Regions from separate parts of the Lactuca sativa genome. Here region 1 is linked to region 2. A link is a contact called in public Hi-C data. All regions are on one chromosome and are shown on one strand. The core of a region is the stretch at or near the end of the contact, and the rest is flanking DNA. Distances in the headings are between cores, read along the strand shown. Region 1 holds the start of LOC111881313 (protein NPGR2). Region 2 holds the start of LOC111881223 (succinate--CoA ligase [ADP-forming] subunit beta, mitochondrial).

Evidence for each region. A called contact is a pair of places that touch in the nucleus more often than the background predicts.
Region 1: a contact with region 2 is called in a Hi-C map of leaf, with 3 times the contacts expected there. The contact joins the promoter of LOC111881313 here to the promoter of LOC111881223 in region 2. A contact is called at or near these places in 2 of 4 Hi-C or Micro-C datasets (both in leaf).

Annotation. Positions count from the first base shown.
Region 1 is chr9:12,705,933-12,708,632 of Lsat_Salinas_v11, forward strand. It overlaps LOC111881313 (protein NPGR2), which reads left to right and starts at 1,304. Exons shown (of 6, transcript XM_023877726.3): 1 at 1,304-1,618; 2 at 1,979-2,272; 3 at 2,358-2,610. The coding sequence starts at 2,003.
Region 2 is chr9:12,577,894-12,580,593 of Lsat_Salinas_v11, forward strand. LOC111881223 (succinate--CoA ligase [ADP-forming] subunit beta, mitochondrial) reads right to left here and starts at 1,308. Exons shown (of 14, transcript XM_052767322.1): 1 at 1,183-1,308; 2 at 907-1,035; 3 at 198-308. The coding sequence starts at 1,008.

The DNA.
Region 1 (2,700 bases), core at 54-2,553, 130 kb after region 2:
ACTAGTCATCGAAACCGTAAGTGGTTAAAATGGTCTACTGTTTCGCCAATTTACCTACTTGTTTTGATTTTTGTATATAAAGATTTTCTTTTTCATTTTTCATTACGAAACCGTAGACGAAAAAATGGTCTACTGTTTCCTCTGAGAAGTCTACTGTTTCCCAAATAGTAGATTAAAAATAATCTATTGTTTCCTCTAAAAAAACTACGGTTTGGGGTTTTTTTTAAATGAAAATAACACTAACTTTTTGACTACTATATCGTATCTACTATATATTAAAAGTAAAATCTCTTTTACAGTAAAAGTTAGTGCTTTTTTCATTAAGAAAAAAAAAAAAAAAAACTTAAAACCGTAGGTTTTGGACAAAACAGTAGATTATTTTTAATCTATTATCTGGGAAACAGTAGACTTCTCAGAGGAAACAGTAAACCATTTTTTCGTCTACGATTTCGTAGTGAAAAATGAAAAAATAATCTTTATATACTAAAATCCAAACAGTAGATAAATGGGCGAAACAGTAGACCATTTTAACCACATACGGTTTCGTGGGCTAGTTTGGGACAAATCCTAATTTTTGGTTAAAAATTGTTAATCACTTCTTTAATTTAGCTAAATTAGTAATTGTCCCTTATTTTTTATGTTTATTTTGATGTAGAATGATACACTAAAAATTATGTTAATATTCTTGTATTAAAATTAGATGTTGGAATAAAATTGTATATACAAGCTAAGCCTATCATACATTTAAGTTTATAAACTCATTAGAGTATGATATTTCTATCAATGTGAGATTTATTTCCACACTCATTTCATTTGCTAATTTTTATTATCAAATACCCAACTTTAATTATATATATCTCATTCACATATATTCCATTTTGGACATACATATATTGTTTTGAAGATTTCATGGAGTAGAGCATAAACCCAATTAGAGTTAATTATATACATATATACTATATATTTATATATGTCTAAAATTAATAAAATTATAAATATTTATATTAAAATTTCCTAACATAGATTACTTCTAACATTATCATTTTCCTTGCGATCAAATGTTAAAAAGAAAAAAAAAATAATAATAGATTAATATCTGTAAATGAGAGTGCATTTAAATCCAGTTGGCAAGATAAGAGCCTAGTGAGACTGACAGTTAACCCCTTAAACTCCATGGGCCTTCCTTATTCTTTTTCAAATTAAATTTGTCCATACTCAAATACCCAATTCCTTTTTTTATTATTTTCTTTCCAACTGCATTTATTTCACACAATAAAATAAACAATAATAAATGAAGATTACAAATATAAACTTCAATCTTACGGTTCAAGATTCTTCGATATCTCCTTGTTTCCAGCTTTAAAAGAATTCTTTCTATACCGGTATACGTTTCTTTAGACCTTCAATTCAATTCATCAACTAAAGCAAAGAAATCTAGTTTCAGTATTTGAATGTAGTTTCTCGATAAAGAAAAAAGAAAAGCGAAGAAAAGCTCCAAGCTTTATTTGATTCTGTTGTGTTGATCAAAAGCCTTTTGAATATAGTTCTGATTGAAACTGAAGATGGGTTCTGATTTTCATGTGCCATGTTTCCTCAATTTCAGTTGCCATAAAGAAAGGTAATCCTGTTCTTTATAAATATAATTTTCCGTTTTCTGAATCAACACCGGGTGTTCTTGTAACTTCAATGTTTTATCAACCATATATTCAGAAATCTGCTTAGGGTTTTGCGGGTTTTTTTTATTAGGGTTTTCAGGGATTGAATTGGGCAGATTTTGTTATCTTCTTGACCGGAAATTGGGAATTTCCAATTGGGTATTTGATTGTTTCAAGATCTTTCCAATTACAAGTCAACTTTAATACTTTTCTGATAATTGATGTTGTTAAACTGCTTATGATTTCACGAAATTATACTTACAAAACACCGAATTTCTTATCTGATTCGAGGGTTATTGATCATTGGTTTTGTGTGGTTAAAGATTTCTCGAGGGTGGAAAGAGAGTATGAGGAATAGTAATCCGATTCCGACTAGAGAGCGAAACCAGAATAGACCAAACCTGAGGTTCAGAAAAGTCGTGCAGTGCCTGTGCTCGTGTAAACGATCAAATAGCCCAAATGAGATGATCCCTTCATCAGAATCGACAGGGACGAAGGACTACTCAATTAGTCTTTATTCTTCTCAAACTGTAGGGGAGAACGATAAGAAACCGGATACAGTTAGTATTGAAGAAGCAGAGTTATCGCTTCGCGAAAGTGGTTCTCTGAATTATGAGGTCCGTTTTCCAATATTTTCCATCAATGCATTAATTAAAAAAGAAAGAAAGAAATACTCATAAATCGTAGTATATTTTTATGCAGGAAGCAAGAGCATTGTTAGGAAGATACGAGTATCAGAAAGGAAACATTGAAGCGGCTCTTCATGTCTTTGAAGGGATAGATATCGCCACCATTACTCCAAAGATTAAAATTAGTCTAGCTATAAGAGCGCAGCCTCGTAAAAAACGTTCTCATAATTACGCAACTCCACCATTATCACCACACGCTCTTAGTCTACTTCTAGAAGCAATTTTCTTAAAGTCAAAATCGTTGCAGATTCTCGGTCGATATAAAGGTATTGATTTAGTTCTTCATATTTTTCACGGGATACAGTGAAAAACTTCGTGATTCGTGTCGATTCTTAAATCTTACGTCTCCCTTTTCT
Region 2 (2,700 bases), core at 58-2,557:
TACAAACTCTACAACTAACATGAAGAAAGAAATATTAAGAAAACCACAGCCCACATGTTTCAACCATTATGGCTTATTACATCACTTTTTGACATTTAAAAGGAAAAAGCCTTGATCATGTTTTTACTTCTCATATATACCCTTTGAACATCCAAACAAAAATTAAAGAAGAAAAAAAAAAGTTTATGTTTAATTACCTCCTTTTCATTTGGAAAAGTTGTTTGTATAGCCTTTCTGACTTCCTCAACAGAGGAAACAGCAACACCTTTTGGAACATTAATACCAAACTTGCCCATCAATTCAGCTCCCTGATGCAAGAGCTCATGTGAGTAAGTAACTATAGATAAAACATAGCATGTAAAGTTGTGATAACATCTGTAAACTGATGCCATGCTGTGCACTAAGCTAGGAGAACAAATGTAGGTAGACATCCGAGTCTAGAAGAACAGTAGACATCAAAACAAAGCTAATATTACTATGATTCAGTAACTTATAACAGTCCAACTTATGACAAATTTTAGCAGAATTGGAGACAAGAGATTAATACCTACCAAAGGATATATTTTAATTTCTAAGATCAATACTTAATTCTAGGATATCAAAGTCAAAAACATGTATCACTTCGTGTTCTTATTCTTTTCATATCTTTGCTATCTAGCAGATGCCGTGATAACATCATGTAACCAAGTGAACCATAGGCGCATATCTCAATTTCAAAAACAATAGCTAATTCGCGCATATCAAACTCGAAATCCCTACATCTCTTTGTGTTCTTTCTTTATTTTTCTTTCGTCGTACAACAGATGCAGTTATAACAAAATAGGACCGTTGATCACAAATATACATACGCTACGCTAATAAAAACCAAAAGGATATAACTATAAGCGAAGAACGGAGGAACGGTACCTGATATTCGTGGATATTGAGACGGCGGAGCTGCTGTTGTTGCCATTTTCCCGCAACCTTCAGCGATTCAGATGCGAGCTTGTTGACCAATCCTCTCACCATTTTTCTGTTGGTTGAGTTCAACAAGATCTAGTACGGAGAATAAACAGTTATATAGAGAATAGATCGAATCGAGATGATTATAAAACCGAAATCAGAAGCCCTAATATTGAGAAAAGAAAAGAAAAAAGAAAGGAGAAATGAAAGAGGTGAAACGGAGGCGGGGAGACGACTGACCTGTACACCGGAAATAGGAATGGAAACAAAAACAAGCCCTTGTTAACCTTCCGTTAACCGCGTAGAATAAAACGCAACGTTGGCCCTTTTCAATATTCATATCTTCGTTGCTATGTTCTAAATTCTAATTCAACTATTGAAACCGGGTTAATGGTTTCTTACCGTAATAATTTTTTTCTCACGGTTATATTTTTTTTACCTCAAAATTTAATTTGTTTGTTTAAAAATCAAAATAAAATTTTTTGTTTACATCATAGCAAATACATTTGGTCAGGCCGTTTTCCTCTTGTTACCTATCCAACAAACATGGAGGTGCATTATATCGTTGGTGTGATTGTGATTTACCATTGGTGGATCCATGATTTTGATACGTTGAGGGTATATGAAAAAATTATCAAATTATTATTATTTTTTCAGGTTAAAACGATTTTAAATACCGATTACAAAGTTGCATTACCAAAAAAATGTTCAAATTCTAATATAATTGTCATCTTCGACTTGTCATGTCCTCTCGGAAACGATCAACTATAAAATCATTTGTAATTTTTATGAATTCTTCTTTTTCAATGAAAGACATCAAAGAAGCACTCAAAAATCATCATAGATCCGATTTCTCAAATCCAATTTAGCAAATTTCATAATTGAAATACATCTCATATTTGTCATCGTTGTAAAGGCAACACCAATACCAACTTTTCTAGCCAATATACCATGTAATAAGAAATGTGTTTTCTTGTTTCCATCATGACTCAAGAAAAGGTAGGTGATTCCATTGAAATTAAAAAAACGATCATCTTCTTTCATAAACATCATAATGAAAATCAAGTTCTTGTGTAATATTCATTCTTTTCGCCTCCGTAAAATCATGATTTAGTGCGCCGAAATAATAAATTGAGTAACACAAGTTTAAAATCGCCATATGTGTAAATAATTTGGTGTTTATCTTGCAATGATCACAAAACTCTTGCACCTAGAAAAAGAATGGGAACTTTCTTTACTTTTCTCATTCCCCTCTCTTTCCCTCTCAATCATCCAAAAAATGAGTGGAAATAAAACTGAAAAAATAAGTCTTGTCTTTCCCTCCCAAGTCCTTCTCTTTCCTTTCTTAAATAAAACTCGAAAAAATCTTTTTTTTCTTTTCATTTTTTTCTCCTCCTTAAAAAAACTCAAGAACATCTATTTCTTTTCATTTCTTTCCCATCTTCTCCTTAGAAAAATAAATAAAAATAAAAACCTCAAGAACACTCATATCATCTCGTTTGCTCTCATTTTCTTCTTTAAAAAAACATGAGAACATGGTGTTGAAGTTACATATCAATAACTATGGCAAACGTATCAACTTTATAATGATGTTGATTGTTGATGTTTGTTTTTGTCTTTAGTTTATTGCATAATTTTCTAACATATCCATTTTTTTCATGTCTCGTTATATATATATATATATATATATATATATATATATATATATATATATATATATATATATATATATATATATATATATATATATATATATAT